Linked DNA regions of Sus scrofa: region 1 is linked to region 2. Evidence: chromatin contacts called from public Hi-C data. All regions are on one chromosome and are shown on one strand. Each heading gives the region's core, a stretch centred on a gene start, on an enhancer-like site or on the middle of the called end of the contact. The rest is flanking DNA. Distances are from core to core; before and after follow the strand shown. Region 1 has its middle 290 kb from the start of MIR9802. Region 2 has its middle 140 kb from the start of MIR9802.

Region 1 (3,315 bases), core at 401-2,900, 140 kb after region 2:
TGATAAAATATTTCCCACCCACATTCAGATATTTGTTTGGGTCATTTGATTGAGGACAAATAGCACGAAGATTTCACTGTCTACAACTTATATCTAACTCAAAATATTCAATTTTCTTGTACCTAGTCAACACAATTCAATATTTGTTTCTATTCATTTGTTTAACAAAGGTAACTAATGCATCTGGACTTAAAAAATCAGGAAAAACATTGGATCGATAAGTTAGAGTTTAAAAAATAATATACTGCAAAGTTAGAAATTAATGAAAGCATCAGTTGATGCTAGATGATGCCAAATAAAAGGATGCATCAAAAAGCTCATTAGGAGTTCCCGTCGTGGCGCAGTGGTTAACGAATCCGACTAGGAACCATGAGATTGCGGGTTCGGTCCCTGCCCTTGCTCAGTGGGTTAACGATCGGGTGCGGTGAGCTGTGGGGGGAGCGGTGATCGCGTGCTGTGGCTGCGTAGGTGGGACAGTCGATTAGACCTATGGAAAAAAAAAAAAAAAAAAAAAAAAAAAAAAAAAAAAAAAAAACAGTGGAAATGAATCTGACTAGTAACCATGAGGTTTCGGGTTCTATCCCTGGCCTTGCTCAGCGGGTTAAGGATCTGGCATTGCTGTGGCCGGCAGCTATAGCTCCGATTCAACCCCTGGCCTGGGAACCTCCATATGCTGTGGGTGCAGCCCTAAAAAAGTGGGGAAAAAAAAAAAAGCTCATTAGTTGAACAAAGCTGGTTCAAGTATAGCCGTATAAACAAGCCCCATAGGACAAGAAAATATAACAGCATCTGGCCTTCTCTTTTAATCGTTTTGAACTTGCACTGAAATCTAAACGTGCACTGATACAGACCTGTGCCCACGGCTCTCTCTCTATTCTTAAAATAGATTTCACTGGAAAGGAAATGCTGCACCCAGTTTTCCAAATTGTCCTGGAAGAAAGCATCTTTTTTTAAATTCTTGTGTACACGCAAGGCACACCATGACACACAGTGCCCTGGTATGTTATCTTCATCCACATTTCAACCGTTCTTTCCTCCCTCGGTAATCTTTCTTGGTTATGTACAAAGAGTATGACCATCAGAAGGATAATAAATGGCCTCTGCCACTGGGGTGTGTAATACGTATAGTAGGAATTGATTTGTTGGTTATGAAAGAAGCCATAGAGCACACAGATCATTGCAAAATCACATTGAGGCCAGCAGCGACTCCCCCGTTCAAGCAGGCCAGGCGGCTTCTCTATCGCCTGCGGGGTGAGCTGCCAGAGGGTGAGAAGAATGGTGAGGTCATCTGCTATTCAGCTATTAAATGAAACCTATTTCTCTGAACTTCAGCCACATTTCATCCGACACACATCCATCCCCCTACCCTGCCCAGTCCTTACGGAGACCTGAAGTCAAACGAGATTTCTAGGATCCATCAGTGTAACAATAATAATCCTAAAAGACCCAAATTGCTTTGGAAAAAAAAAAAAAAAAAAAGCATGGGATGCATGCTTAAACTCTCTTCTGCAGTGAAGAGGAGTCCTTAGGAATGTTTGCAAAACGCAAACATGTGCAAAGCGAAGCGAAGAGGAATTAGACAGAGAGAGTGAGAGGGCGAGCAGGAAAGCTGGGAGGGTGTCCCGCCCCAAGGTCATCCTCCAAAGAACAAAGTTCTGTCTCTAAAACTGAACATGAGCCGAGTTGGGTGGAGAAAGACTAAGTGAAGACGGTGATGGAGCCTGAAGTTGGGCAGAGAGAAGAAGACGGCTTATAACAGCGCGTGGTCAGCGTGAGCTACATTAAGGCATCTGGACTCTATTCTATCACCACCAAGAGCCCACGAAGTGTTTTAGGTGAGGGAGCTAGAGAGGGATACCGTGCTTGTCTTTTAGAAATGCTGCTCTGGCTGCAGGGTGAAAACGTATGGGGAGGGTCCCACGAAGAGGGGAAAAAAGGGTACAACTTAGATGGCCCACCAGGGATGCTCAATGAAGAGCAGAACTGCCGCACTTATAGAATATGGGAGTGGCTGTTCTTTGTTGTCATGGTGACGTGAAATTGGCAAAGGCGCCCCCCTTCCTGATACATGCTTGGGAGTCCTAAAAGGAGGAACCCTCTTGCCCCGTGTATGAGTTCCCCAGGCTGTCTGAACCACAATCTGGGTGATCTCCAACAACAACAACAAAATGTGTTCTCTCAGAGTTCTGGAGGCTACAAGTTCTCAATCAAGCTGTTGGCAGAGCCACGCTCTCTCTGAAGGTTCTGGGGATGGGAGGAGGGAAGGTGGAAGAGGACAGGTTTTTCTTGCCTCTTTCAGCCTCTGGTGGCCCCGGGCATCCCTTGGCTAGCGGCAGCATAAATCCAACTTTTCCTCCATCTTCGCTTCTTGAATCTATGTCTTCACAGGTAAGGGCACCATATTGGGCCAAGGGTCCACTCTATTCCAGTACAACCACCTCTAAACTCACCTCTGCAATGACCCTCTTCCCAAGTAAGGTCACATTCTGAGGTATGAAGGGGTTAGAGCCTAGACATTTTATTTGAGGGGATACAATTCAGCCTACAACAGCCCCAAATGTCAATGGCATCCCTCTTGAAGAAAAGGGAATTAGAGGGATGGAGGGGCAGATAAATAGGTAGATCAGAGAGAGGCTGCCCTGCAAGTAGCAGGACTTGGAGACTGAATATGGGGCCATAAAGAAAAGAATCAAAAGTTGTTCCAATGTTTCCGGCTCAAGTAGTTCATCCGATCCAACAGTGATTGAGTGAACATATCAGGAAAAAGCATTTGGTGGGGAAGAGGGGAAAAAATGAAACAAGTAAACAAATCCCAAGAAGTTCATATTGACCTGCACATGGAAAATGCTTTCAGTGTATCCAAAGAGAATTTGCCCAGTGTCTGTTGTTCTTATAGAAGAGGAGTTTAAGAACTATCAGACCTGGAAACATCAGTTTGAAGTCACCAACGTAGTAATAAGAAGCCATTAGCATGTTTGAAACCCACCATCAACAAACAGTATGTGGAGATAATGTGAAACCTAAACCATTATACACATTTGGGTCCCTAGGTTTAATATAAACTTTCTCTAAATGGAATCAGCTATCACTATATTGAGGACTGTAAACTCAGGCACCCACTGAAGAAATTATTTTCCCAAATGCTTATTTATAGCTACAACACTTACTTAGTCTGTACGAAACCACCCTCTTTCACTCACTTCCTTGCAAAAATGGTTTATGGATAAGAGTTTTTAAGGTGAGAATTTTTGGCAAAAACCGTAATAACTGATGTAAGAGTAGCAGCTATTGTGTATTGAATATACTCTGTAATAT
Region 2 (3,306 bases), core at 259-2,758:
TGCCTTGTGGGGGAGGGTTTGGGGCAAAAGGCTGAGAGAAGAACATTTGCTTACTGTTTGAACAAGAAATATCCTTGTTGTCGAGATTAATATTTGACCGATTTCATTAACATTGGTCAAATGGGTTATATAATTGAAATGATGGGTTGAATTACACAACCCGGCAGCTACATGGTTTGTATATGCTGATTGAGGTCGTGTTAATGCTTTCATATGTGACTCGCCTGATGCCACTGCAACGTAGATTCATCACAGTGTGTTCAGTAGTACAATAGATCCCTCTGTTTCCTGTGAGCATATCTTGAATTTATTTTGAGGTGGGAGTTGCTGCCTTCAGTGCCTCTGAATGAATTTAAAGTGATGTCATGTGAAGAATCTGTGGGGGTGTCAGTTTGGTGGATAAAGAAACCTAGGTGACACGCAAGAGCTTCCTGGTTGGCTAGACACACGCCCTTCCATTCATTGGGCTTCAGGAGTTGGGTCTGGGGATGGTTAGAGAAAGACTCATGGGGTAGAAAGATTGTTCAATGAGGAGCTAACTCTGGTGTCCAGGGTGGTGTCAGCGACGTCTCAGGATACCTTCCTAGGTCCACTGCTCCCTTTGTGGTCTGCAGTGCTTTTCCTCGGGCAAAGAGCTTTGGGCATCAGAGAGGAAGTACATACGGAATCAAGAATGTTGACTTTTAGATCTGTCCGCGCCACTGACTAAATCTAACTCTGTGGTCAGTTCTCAGAGCTTTTCTGGGCTTCAGTTCCTCGTCTTCAAAACCCTTCGCATGGAGTCTGCCTAAGGTTCTTGCTGTCTCTCATGACATTTCCTGGTCCACTCTCTGCAAGTATGTGTCCTCTTTCCAGGGTGACAATGAAAGGGTAAACTGAGGTGTGTGAGAATCTCATCCTTGCAGCTACTGGAGAGAGGAAAACTCCCTGCAACCCAAGAACTTTCAAACGTTGTTGTGAAATTTCCCACCTGTCCTCTTCTGATCTCAACCAACCTCTGGAGTCCTGAAATTCAGAACTGGCTGCCTTCAGGATTCTAAAAGGTTAGAGAATTGTTAAGTAAAAAGTCAAGTTTAATAACTACAGTTACAGGTAACTTTACTTAAGAAAGTGCTTTGGTTAATGGGCTAGGAAGACTCTGCATTCACATTCAGATTTATTTAGAAATTGCTGCAAGGTTGTATGGTGACCAAACAGATTTCAAAGGCTAAGGTGGAAAGTTGTCTCAATCGCACCTTCCCGTCAGTAGGCATGACAATTTTCACATTTTCCTAACTAGACCGTGCGATGGAAGATCAGACGTGTGACTGTTAAGAGGGCACTTGGAGGGGAGCGGGCAGTCAAAAGAGGACGTTCTAACAGAACCCAAACACGAGTGGACACTAAGGGGTGACCCATTCATTCAGGAGAGGACCTCAAACACCAAGACGATCGTAGGAAGAGCACCCATGCATGGCTTGGCTGTGGCTAATAGACTTCCCGTTAATGATTGACCAGGAGGACTCCAGGACACGGCCTCAGCCAGTTCTCCAACCCTAGGATGCAGCGTTTGCCAGGTGACTTGAAGGTCTGTTATGAGCCCTGAAGGTAAAACCTGCTGGTTGACAGCTTCCTACTTTTTCTTGAGAAATTATTTAGCTCCTCTGGGATAACTGTACAGAGCTTTTGATCAAAAATATTAAACTTCTATTTAGATGTACAATGTTTTAATGCAAATTTTTAACCATAAAACCCAAACGCTCCATTCAGTTAAATTAATAGAATTACAAAAAGATGTAATGATAGCAATTAAGTCTTGAAAATGCAAATTTTATAGTCAAGGACAATTACCTCATTTATAGTATATTGGAATGGTGCCAGATAAGGTAATTTAGATCCCCCCAGCTCACAGTTACATCATGATGGATATATCTTCATTTCATTAGTACAACAAAAGATGGGTGAGAAGGTAGACAATACATAAAAAAAGAACTAAAGAGTAGTTGACCTTTATAGTATAACTAGAACCAGAATTCGCTCACTCATTTATCAAGTATTTAATGAGTACTAATTATCTAAAATATTAGTGATACCCTTTTTTCTGCCTTAGACTTTAAAAATCTCTTCATTGTCAGCAACCACAAAACACTGGTTTCTAGAGAGGTCAGATTTTTTCAAAACCAGGACAGGTTTGTGGTGTTTGGGATGCATTTCGATGCCCTGTGTTGATGACCCGACTTCATGTTGACTGGAGGGACGCCAAGGCTCCCTGCGAAAGAACAATGGATTTTTCACTAATTGCCTTCTCTTTTATTCAAGCATGCTTAAGGTAATTTTTGGTGTCTTCAAATCATACAGCTGTGAAATTGGACTACCTAAATAATTATTTTTGACACTTTAATATTTTACTATGTATTTTCTAATGTTCTTTATTTTAATATTATCGTGTTGGCTGCAGTTCATTTCCACAACATTCAGAACACATTATCCTTTCCACGCTAGAGGAAGATGAGTAACGTTAAGGGGTGGGGGAGATCCTGTGTTTATAGTTTCTTATTGCATTTGCCCAGCTTATATTTAAAAAACTCTATATCGTCCATAATCTCCTCTTTTTCCCCTCTAGAGGGCACTAGATCACATTCCTGCAGATAAAAGAAATTGAATCCAAGCCCTACTTGCCTCTGTTAAAATTTTTCCCTTGAGTCAACATCTCTGGAGAGAAAATTACTCCCATCTAAAGGACCCAATGACTATGAGAAGCAGGCAGTTTTTGCCTTGCTGTATAGCTCCTGGACAGAGGGCAGTCAGTGTGCTGATGGTGACAGAGGGGTGGCAGTGGGGTGGCAGCTGGGCTTTAGAGGCATATGACCCAAGTTCAAACATGGCTCAGGCACTTCCTGGATATGCAATGTTGGGCAAACTATTTAAACTTTCTGTGCCCCAGTTTCCTCATCTGGAATATGAGAATTATAACGACACATACCCCGCAATGTGGTTGTGAGAGTTGAAAATACTAATATGTATCAAGGAGTTAGAACAGGGACTGCCTAAGGCAGGCACTCAATGAGTATTAGTTATTATTTTCAATCCCTTTTTTTGGACCATCATCCTCAATAAAGATTTAGCACTCCTGTGTCTGGGATTTCTTCTTTAATCCCATGACTCAAATGGGCAAGGCTTTTTTAGGGCTCCCTGAGAAATGCATCTCCCTTAACGTAAAATAGATATTGGCTCAAAGTACTTTTAAAGAAGCTCTATTATGGTATTGATGTAACAGATGTCAGAATAGAAAGTAACTCTCTTTGAATTCAGAAGGACATGGTAACT

Evidence for each region. A called contact is a pair of places that touch in the nucleus more often than the background predicts.
Region 1: a contact with region 2 is called in a Hi-C map of liver, with 10 times the contacts expected there. The contact joins two enhancer-like sites. A contact is called at or near these places in 1 of 5 promoter capture datasets (liver) and 5 of 47 Hi-C or Micro-C datasets (liver and skeletal muscle).

Annotation. Positions count from the first base shown.
Region 1 is chr7:6,680,136-6,683,450 of Sscrofa11.1, forward strand. No RefSeq gene overlaps it. Among named protein-coding and RNA genes, the nearest start is that of MIR9802, 290 kb to the left of the region's middle. Within about 2 kb of position 1,651, at least 3 of the 83 cell types and tissues checked have an H3K27ac peak or open chromatin away from gene starts, as enhancers often do. A contact at or near this core is called in liver, where this site is marked.
Region 2 is chr7:6,535,988-6,539,293 of Sscrofa11.1, forward strand. No RefSeq gene overlaps it. Among named protein-coding and RNA genes, the nearest start is that of MIR9802, 140 kb to the left of the region's middle. Within about 2 kb of position 1,509, at least 2 of the 83 cell types and tissues checked have an H3K27ac peak or open chromatin away from gene starts, as enhancers often do. A contact at or near this core is called in liver, where this site is marked.